Regions from separate parts of the Capsicum annuum genome. Here region 1 is linked to region 2. The links are chromatin contacts, called in public Hi-C maps. All regions are on one chromosome and are shown on one strand. The core of a region is the stretch at or near the end of the contact, and the rest is flanking DNA. Distances in the headings are between cores, read along the strand shown. Region 1 holds the start of LOC124896029 (G-type lectin S-receptor-like serine/threonine-protein kinase At1g11330). Region 2 holds the start of LOC107861248 (calcium-binding protein KRP1).

The links. A called contact is a pair of places that touch in the nucleus more often than the background predicts.
Region 1: a Hi-C map of leaf shows a contact between it and region 2, with 9 times the contacts expected there. The contact joins the promoter of LOC124896029 here to the promoter of LOC107861248 in region 2. A contact is called at or near these places in 3 of 5 Hi-C or Micro-C datasets (leaf and pericarp).

What each region holds. Positions count from the first base shown.
Region 1 is chr2:132,932,325-132,939,058 of UCD10Xv1.1, forward strand. It overlaps LOC124896029 (G-type lectin S-receptor-like serine/threonine-protein kinase At1g11330), which reads right to left and starts at 5,476. Exons shown (of 6, transcript XM_047407032.1): 1 at 3,928-5,476; 2 at 3,449-3,645; 3 at 3,164-3,374; 4 at 2,822-3,065; 5 at 2,586-2,736; 6 at 1,616-2,490. The coding sequence starts at 5,200. The coding sequence ends at 2,200.
Region 2 is chr2:132,377,559-132,381,713 of UCD10Xv1.1, forward strand. It overlaps LOC107861248 (calcium-binding protein KRP1), which reads right to left and starts at 2,634. Exons shown (of 1, transcript XM_016706598.2): 1 at 1,850-2,634. The coding sequence starts at 2,375. The coding sequence ends at 2,031.

The sequences.
Region 1 (6,734 bases), core at 4,226-6,725, 560 kb after region 2:
GACGGGCAAATTCCGGTATAAATAAAGTCGATTCCTATACACATATAATCAAACTATACACTTGAAACCATCTCAAAATAATCAATACTCATACTTAAACTCATATATACCTAACTTAGGATCAATACATATACTCCAACACATATAACAATGGCTAATGCACATAATTAAGTACGGGGTGTTACAGAGTTGTACATCATGTTTGAGTTGTACATCATTGATGGGTTGTTGTATCCTGAAGGGGACAAGTCGCGAGATATACTGCTGGATTGGTGTAGATTATGTCACAGTAGGCTTGAATCTCCTTAAAGAAAGCAAGATATCCGCGCCTTAGCCAAGAAGAATGATTATATTATTTTCTTCATTTTTTATTCATTTTATTATTTCAACTGGAATTATTGTAATTGTGGTATACTATACCAACAATTTATGTTGCTAGGAATTGGCTGGAAGCAGAGGAATGTGGACCTCGATTCCAAGTGTTGATCTTACTCATAAGAAATATACCTTTCTTGGAAAGCTAAATATTCCACATCGGTATGTGAAAGTATCTAGAGTATGTAAAAGGACTTAGATGCATCACCTAATACTCATTTCTTTGATGTTACTAGGTTGGAAGATGTTAGGGAATGTGAAGTTTTGATAATGGACATATGAATGAAACATGTTGTGCAATCTGTTTCAAACAAGTGAACAAGTTACAGGCAAGACTATCGATAAAATGACACTGCGTAAAAATAGGAGTGGATAAGTAACATGCTCTCAACACTTATCACATCAGTTGAAGTAGATGCAAAGGAGAGGATAAGTGCAACATCTAGAAGTTGAGTTGATCAAGAAGTCCTGCAAAGACTATGAGATAGAAAAGAAGAGTCCTATTCAAGCAAGGAGACAGATGACAGCAAAGAGGGAGTGAAACTACTTAGGAGTCCTATTGAAGATAGAAGAGTACATCAACTAAAGGACTCCATCAGGGGTTGGCTTAAATACAACAAACGACATTCAAGTGTTTCACTTACGCACAAAAAGGATAGTCAACAATCAGCAAATCAGTTCTACAACTTGAAGAAGTAAGTGGAGGTCCTTTACTTAGAGTCATACACTTTGTGTAATAGGTTGGTCATTGAGTCATATTGAGTTGTAATCTCTAGTCTCAGTAAAGTATAAATTGAGTTAGGATTAATGTCTTCAAGTTGGGGAACTCAAAGACTTGGGATTAGTATTTTATAGAAGTAGGAGTTAGAAGTTTTAATTCCTAGTTTACAAGAAGTCTTGTAATTTGTTGATTGTTGAGGCTCAAGAGTTATAGTGAAGTAGGGGTTAAATCCTATAGAGGTGTTTTCTTACACCTTTCATGAGTCGAATGTTTTCCACGTAAAAATACTGTGTTCAAGTTTTACTTCAGTGAAACACGTTAGCTTACATGTTCCGCAGATAGGCAACTAAGTAGAGTAAAATATTAAAATTGGTAGGGCACGCACTCTAACAGAAGAGTAGATTATTTTACATACTATCACCAGTTTGTAGAATGCTTGTCTCACTCTCGTAAGTTTACAATCCCAAAAATCAGATTACACATTTCTAGGCTTCTTCATTGTAGTATTTAGTAAAGGCATCAGCAGAAGAATAGGTATGGTAACAATTTTAAGGAAAGGTTTAATCTTTACATGAATTTTGAAAATTTTACATGCTATCATCTCTGTGTCTTACTACTCCCAAGAATTCTTGTAGTACATTACCTGTGATAATGCAAATTTTCTTGGCTTGACATGAGTTTAGTTCCAAGCATTTTCTGATGTCTATTTGATGTATGCTCCCAACGGGCTTCCCCGTTGATCCAGTGACCCACTAACTGCGCTGTAAGAATGCCTTTGCCTAGAAAAGTTGTTCAGCTTCAGAGTCAGCTGTACACGAAGCTAACTCTAAATGATCTCAATCCACAAGTGGAAGAGCTTCTCTAAGTTTCTGCAACACCTGTTCAGGCTACTTGTACTCTTGAGTTTGAAGTCTAGCTTTGCTTCTTCTTGCTTGGATATGGGTTCTGCTATTAAGCATAAGTGACTTGCACGGTTTACACTTTTCTCTTGGATCTTAATGTACTGAGGTAATATAGTGTTAAACCACGACCAAAAGAATCAGAAACAGTAATAATTAGAGAGGAAAGAATAATATCATGTCTAAATAAAAATCTTAAACGTCTTATCGTCCTCCTATAATAGTAATGGTAACATTGTTCACGGAGCCTTGAGACTCTTTCTTAGAAAGGCTTGGTCTTGTTGTAAATGCAGGTTGTTTAGGACTTGGTAAATCATCAATTTCCCTGGTGAGCATAGACAAAACCATAGAGACATTTGGTCTGTCTTCTGCATATTCTTGTACGCATAATAGTCCAACATGTACACATCTCAGAATTTCCTTTTCGAGTTGCACATCAGTTATCTTGGGGTCAACCAATTCCACAATCTTGTTTCCATTCCAACACTTCCATGCCTGCAGAGAAAGCTCATTGATAAAACAATAGAAACGTGAATTACGAAAAGTTGACATTTCATGTGAAGTGTAGCTTAATTTTCATACAAACTTACATATGCTAGAAGGCTTAATGCACCATCATCTTGGTGAAAGCTAGTGTTCCTCCTTCCACTTATAACTTCCAATAACAGTACTCCAAAGCTGTAAACATCTGATTTCTCTGAGAATCTTCCTTCCATTGCATATTCAGGTGCCATGTAACCACTGCATCACGTTATAATTTTGAATGTTTACTTGGTGTATTATTTTCAATCATGAAAAGATAAAAGAGAAAGATACAACAACTTACTAGGTTCCAACAACTCTGCTTGTGTTGGCCTGATTTTGGTTGCCTGCAAAAATCCTTGCCATGCCAAAATCTGAAATTTTGGGGTTCAGTTGTTCATCCAACAAAATGTTGCTTGCCTTCAAATCCCTGTGAATAATCCTCAGTCTTGAATCCCTGTGAAGGTAAAGGAGGCCCCGACCAATTCCCTCAATTATGATCACACGTTTACTCCAATCAAGGAACTCTTCCTCTTGTTGCTGTGACCCTGAAAGTACATTGCAAATTTGACAAGTTTAAATAAAGAAAAGTTTCTTCTAGCTAGACGCCATGGAAAATAAAAGAAAACTAATAGTAATAACTAACCAAAGAGATAGGCGTCCAAGCTTCTTTTTGGCATGTATTCATAAACCAGCATCTTTTCCCCTCTTTCTATGCAGCAACCAAAAAGTCTAACAAGATTACGATGTTGAAGTTTCGAAATCACCACAACCTCATTCATGAACTCCGCTAGCCCCTGACCAGAAGACTGTGAAAGCCTTTTCACAGCAATTTGCTGTCCATCTGGCAATTTCCCCTGCAATTACATCATATACTTGAATATTTTTTCTTAAAAACATTAATAAGACACTAGATCAAACAAATCATTACTTTGTAAACTGGACCAAAACCTCCCTGTCCAAGCTTACTGGACAGATGAAAATCCTCAGTTGCATTTGCTAAGATGTCGAAGTTGTATACAAGCAGCTCTTCAAATTTAGCTTGATTGATTTCCTCTGTAACCATGTTTTCCTTGTAATAGTTTGGCAATGTTTCTCTTAATAAGAGCTCACTCTTTCTATTACGTCCTGATTCAAAAACACGTTAAAGTGATTTGAAATCTGAATGATTAAAGCTACTGCAGATTTTCTAATGTTTCAGATAAGCTTGTTACCTCTACGCTTTGCTAAATATTTGTAGGAAATATATCCGATAATGACAAGAATTATTGAGCCTACTGGGACTATGATGGCAATGACTACTTTATATTCTCTTTTTTGATCTGCACTATGAAAAAGGTGTCAATTTATACATGTCTTTAGCAAGCAGAGGTTTATAGCTAACATTATAGTTCTGAAAAGAAGTCTTACCAAGCTCAAAGTACGAAAGGCGAAGGAATAAATCTGCCCCAGCCGTGGAGAATTTTTGAACATCTAGTAAGTTTCCTTCCCAATGCATGCATCCTATGCCTATGTGGTTTGAATAAGCTATGCAAGAAATATTCCTCAAGCAACCCTTGTGGCAATCTTCATCTGCGAAAGGTACCCAAATGGCAGAATCCGGCACTTTCATTGACTGCAGCTTCAAAAACCAATCTTGCTTTCCTTGCTCAAGGTTAGAGTTGTTTCTTTCGCTCTCTAACATGGCGTTTCTGATGCATCCACGACTCCAGTTTCCTTTCGCCCATTCCTCTTCATTTTTCGGCTTAAATCCCTTTAAACAAGAACAGATTGGTGAACTTCTAGGATCACAGCTTCCAAAAGGTCCACATTTTCCATAAAAATCACACTCAGTTGCAGGAAATTCCCATGTTACTTCCCAATCATTCTTACTAGGATTCAAATATTTCTGCTGCAAAAAACCTGTTGAGTTCAAGGTGAAATAGGCCAACTCAGCCTGATTTGCATATAAAAAGGACACGTACGCAGTGCCCTTGTTGTCATTTACTAGATCAAATCCATTGAGATAGAAAGAAGTCATGTCTGGTACTCCAATAAAAACCTGTTTATTCCATGGACCGCTACGCCAATGAGGTTTGCCATTCTTCCGTATAAAAATCTGCGGAACAGTTTCAGGTTGAATACCAGCTGAGAAACTCCCAACAGATGGATCTGAAGGACTTATCCATGATTTCAGCAGATTTGTCATGTTAGTACTTTTATCAACGCCAAGTTTCATTGACTGCAAGAACGAATCTGAAGGATCCCGAAAACTTTCCCAGAGAACTCTCCCATTGGAGCTGTCCTGTAGAACTAAGTTTCCAGTATCCCTGAGCTGGACAGTAGAATTTCTCACAGCTGGCGAAATATTTGATGACCATATACTCTCATTCTGTGAGTCCAAGATTACAAGATTTCCATCATCTGATATTGTCGCTCTTCCACTAGAATCCTGTAAAGGTTTCTCTCTGTTGGCTACCCATACAACAGTTGGTGATTGGATATTAAACATAACACCAACGTAACGATCCGTCGAAGTCTCAGGACTAAAGAACCCGAATTTGAATCTTTTGTCATTGGAGACTAAAGTTTCTGAATCTCGCAGGGATTTATTGGTGTTAATAATATCTGAAGCAGTTGCTATAGAAAAAAACAGAACAAGAACAACTGGAAATAGACGTATCTCGCTTGTGCTTAATTTCATTGCTTATGAAGTTTTATTATGCCAATTTGCATGAAAATTAATTTGCAGTAGATCTTTGATATTCTCTCGCACTGTTGGGGTGGATCAAATGCGTTGACTGAGCCGTCATGTTGGAATTTATGCACTGATTATTATAGGTAAGTAGCCATTAGCTCACGGAGAATAATCAAACCACTTCCATACTTCTATAAATTATAAATGTCCAATAAGTATAGTTTTTTAAATAGGTATGAACATTCAACGTCAACTAGTATAGTCTTTACATGTGAATACAGATCACAAAAATGTAAAGGTAGCCAATTACGTCTCAATTTCATGTGAGTTGGTGTCAGCTATATGAATCTTCACTAATCATATTTTATTCATCTCTATGTCAACATTAATTATACAAAACACAAAAATTAAAAGATAACCACACAACAAAACCGAAAAGAACAAGTGGATTTGGACTTGATGCTTAGTTTGAACATGGTGGTTCAAATGTGACATGATTAAGAAAGGGAATATTGACTGGACATCCTTTACTAGAATAAGATTGTCAACATAATGTGTTATGTGTGGGTAGGAAACTTCCTAGGAAAAGGTATGTAAAAGTCAAAAAAAAGCTGAAGGGTCAGAAGAATTGACAAAAGAGGGTGGTGGACAGATGATTAGAGATCTAAAGGAATAAAAGTACATTAAAGAGTTAGGAGTATGTTTGTTGGGGAGTAAATAAGGGAATATTCAGGCAAGATGAAAATTACTGCTCCTTTAGGAAATTATAACAATACTAAAATATAAAAATGCATGTAAATCGACCACTCTATTGAATTAACTCAATTGTCAATTTTCCCGGTCTGTTAGCTAGACCAATTCTCACATTAAACTCACCTTCTCGTCTTTCCTTGTTTACCATGAATTTGAATTAGTCGGATTTCAATACGAATGTTGGACACAATATTTTGATTTTATCAATTTCCTTTCATATTTAATTACTCTTGGAAGCAATGAGAAGGGATCAACAAAGACACATTAGTGACAACAGCCTTACTGAATAAGAGTTGTATGGCTATTATATTCAATCTATATGGTTATTGCTCTTTTGAACTTCTCTTTCGCTTATCTAAATAAAGAAAACTAAAAGATAAAATAAAATAAAATATATATTTCCCTTATGATCACGCAAGAGAAAGCTGACTTGGGATTTGCTGCTCGAAAATGACCAGAGTCGTCATGATCACCTTAACTTGAATCTTTGATAATAGAATAAGATATATTCAAGGAAAAAGACAATGGGAAAAAAGATCTTCAAAACTGAAAATTGATTATATTTCAATTACATTTTAAATGGTGGCTAAATTTCAAAATGTGGAGCAAGAGATGGCCATTTTTACTCATTCTTTGTATTACACGTCTGTTCTGCAAAACGTAGTGCATGCTTTGGGCTTACGATTTCAGATTAGCAAAAGAAGCCCAGTATAACATTTGGATATGTTTTTTGATAACGCTATTAGTTGTATAGTGTGCACTATAATCAATCAATCATGATAATGAA
Region 2 (4,155 bases), core at 1,384-3,883:
CGCAGATTTAGGAGGAGTGATTAGAGACCATGAGGGGAAGTGGGTCATCGGGTTCTATGAAGGGATTGCTAAAGCTACCCCTATTCAAGCAGAAATCATGGCTCTCAGACGTGGACTCCTGATTGCAATCAACAACAACATTAAGCCTATTATTATCAATGTTGATTCACTAACTATGATACACATGTTACAAGTTGAAGACTCACATTATCATAATTTGCTACATGAGTGCAGGTCATTGATATAGGCAATCCAAACGTCTCTACCATCCCATATCTTTAGGGAACAAAATCAAGTTGCTGATGGACTAACAAAAATGGGACAATCAATCATGGAGCAAATGTGCCTTTTATTTTGTCAAGCCCCCCATCCCACCTATCCCATGTAGTCCAATGGGATTCGGAAGGAACTACATATCTAAGAGCAATTAATATTGACTCTAGTCGCCTAGTATGCCGTGATGTGGCTACTAATTCAGACAACTTTTGCAACTATGCTTAATTAATTAATATCGTCATTTTATCACCAAAAAAAAAAAAAAAACTAATGATCACTCTCAACATATGTTGGTACCTTGGATTCTTTTTTTACGCTATCATTTGAAACTACATTAACATACATATTAAATTTTTCACACTGTAAACTCTTTTAACAAAGTACATCAATAAAATTTACTACTAATACCATTAAAATAATTGAAGTTTCCATTACAATTGTATTGTACTCCCTCCGTCTTAAAATAATTGACATATTTTTTTTAAAAAAAGTCAAACGATATAAATTTTGATTAATATTTTAAGATGTATTTATTAATTATACTGAAAAAAGAAAAGTTGCAACTTATAGTACTTTTCATATAATTTTTGAATATTTAAATTTTAATTTTAAAATATTAAATTAATCTAATCTAATTTAATTTTAAAAATTAATCGTGACTTTCAAAAACCGAAACATTGCCTACTACAAGAGGAGTTATGTTATCATATTTGGAGTCATTTTTCACAGTAAATATCTTAAGAGGGTTCACACTTCACATCAACAATTGATTGTTCTGTTTTCAGTAGAGTACTTATATCGATCACGAAGAGTCAGAGTCACAAGTGCCACCTTTTTGTAATTATTGAAGAAAATTGTTTAGTTGCCATCCAACTGGGCCCATTAATTACTGAGCCTTTGGACATGAAGAACCATTTTTTTAGCAAATAGTTGACGTAACGCAAATCCTAACACATCCCACATTATATTGATACACTTCAATTTTTCAATAGTATATTTTGTAAGAAGTTGTCACATGTATTTTCATAAACTACTTCATTGTATATTTAATGACAAACAACTATTTGGATTCATCTAACAAAAAAGTTCAGATTTTTATGAGGAAATTAGAGAATTTGAAATAACATGTGATCACTGATGGTGGAGGCAGCTTACTAGGTTCTCAATAATTTATTTATACATATTAAATAAATTATTTTAACATAAATACATAATTTTAACTAACATTACTGGTTATACTGAACCAGAAACTAAAACACTATAGCTCCACCCGTAGTTGATGGTAGAGGTAATTTTGGTATTTTATACTCCCTCCATCCCAATTTATGCGGTTTAATTTAACTTTACACAAAGTTTGAAATAAGAGAAGACTTTGTTATGTACGTTTACTAAATTACCCTTATTTATGATGTCACTTTAATATTTTTTTTTTAATTATCTTTTCTTGTTGAGTGAGATCCAATAAGGATAAAAACGGATATATTATCATTAAATAATTATCAAATAAGTAAATGTAAACGCCACATATTGAAAACTAAGTTAAACATCGGGATATAAAATGGGTAGACGAGAGTAACAACCAAAAATTCATTGAATTCTGAAGAAAAGACATTAACGATGACAAAAAACAAAAGAACCATAGCAATCAACTCCAGTAATAAACTAGAGACAGACACGTAGGGGAAAAAATAACATTATAGTAGTACAATAGGGCCTAGCTAGCATAGCCTAACAATAATACTCCTAGTCCAAAATTAAAACACATTTTCAACACTCCGAGCCAACCACATTCTTGATTTGTCCATCAAATCAGGGCTCAACCTTACCATCAGCACACAAAATTCCTTCTCATTCAAGCAACCATCTCCATCCATATCCCCTTCCCTCAACATGCACATTAGTTCATCATCACTCATTCCTTCCAACCCTAACAATGCTGAATTCCTCTTCAAGCTATCGAACGTGATCACCTCCCTCTCCTCATCCATCAGCACTCGAAAACCATTCTGTAGCTCCTTCAGGAACCCTTCTGAACCGAGTTTCTCCACCATCGATGGGAAGAAATCCTCGAACACAATGTCACGTCCCAATCCAGCCATTTTGTTAATTAATAATACAAATAGATTGATATTTTGTTAGTGTATAGGAGGATGAATTGATGAAGAATAGAGGACTCAACATGGTTTATATATATATATATAAATATATATACATAAGAAGAGGGAATTTTTTTAAAAAAAAATAATGAGGAAATTTTGGAGGAAAGAGTGGGAAAGAGAAGCAGACGAAGGAAGGAACAGAAAGAGGATAAAAATAGTTGATGGATAATAGGAGTTATATCATGGGACTAGTTTCGTGGAAGTTGCATGGGAAGGTACCCAATTAATTGTCTATTCATATCATATAGCATTATATATATGATGAGCCACCACCTTTTAGATTTTGCAAGGGCAATTTCCTATGACTGTCACAACAGACAAAATTATGTACTCATGTAACGTTAATCTTACTATACTCCATTTGGTATGGTCACGCTCATCATTCTTCAGATGAAGTTCTTTTTAAATTTGCTTCTTTGGATGATATAGAGTGATTCCCACAATCATTATTCAAATGTTCCACCACAAATTTTTATTGGACAGAATTATATTGTTGAAATATTTTAAAATTATTTATCTTAGTTTTGGGGGGAATCAGTATTTTGTTGTAAACAACCAGTATTCAGTGCACAATTATGGCCAGCGGACTAATTCAGATTCAGGAGAAATGGGAAAATAGCTACTGTTTAAACTGCTAATTTAACCACTATTTTAAAAGTATTCAACTTTTTTAATGCACAAATAAAATTTGGACAAAAATATTCTTAGCTAAAACACGAAAAAACCTTTAGGAATTTTCTAAGGCAATTCAAAACTCCATGAAAAAATTTGAATTAAAAACACCATGAAAGTCGGGGTAAAATTCCAGACTTTGAACATTTCAAACTTCAGTAAAATTCTCTAAAAGCTTTTCGTATTTTAGCTATAAGTATTTTAGTACAACTTTATTTACACATTAAAAAGTCTTTTATTTTTTCTTAACCGCGGCTAGTCTGTGTAGACTGGTCCATAAATTGGCTAGCTCACCCAACCTTTATTTCAAAAAAAGTGATGACCTCTGGTAAAATTAAAGAGATGACATTCATTTCACTACATTTTTCTATTAGTCTTTTTCTCGCCTAACGTAGATTGACGGTTAATATTGGATTAATCAATTCGTATTATGTTGTTACTCCAAATATAAATTTAGAACTTCTCTTTAATTATCATCAAGTTAGCTAATCATGTTTACAAATCTTGTGCTAATATTTGAGACTGCTTATGATTGAATAAAAGATATACAAAGAACTCTGTATTTATAAGTCGTCTTCTTCCGTTTTTCTTATTTTCTTTCAAGAAAGTTTAGTGCCTGTACAAATCAAAAGGCAGAGTACTTAAAGACCCCTTTAAATTATCAACTTAATCATCTTCTTGAACTAGGATAATAGTCTTTATTCCCCCCCCCCCCCTCCCTCCCTCTTCCCCCTCTTATACGTTGATGTTCAGTGTGTTTTTAAGCAGAGTTCGAGTCGAAAAGGCCGACTTTTGGAGCAAAAATGACAAAAGGAACAATGAATACTGGAAGAAATCAAATGGAACAAAACGCCTTGGCCTAACAATTTAGAAGTCGTTGGTGGGCCAGTGACTTGTAAGTCGCTAGACCTACAGGCCACAACGACTTACAAGTCGTTGCCCTACCAACGACTTCCTTTCATTTTTTAGTTATTCCCAGCCTTTCTCTATGTAAGTTTTTCTTTGTGTTCAAGTCAAGTTATTTATATTATTTGAGTTCCTGTCAGAT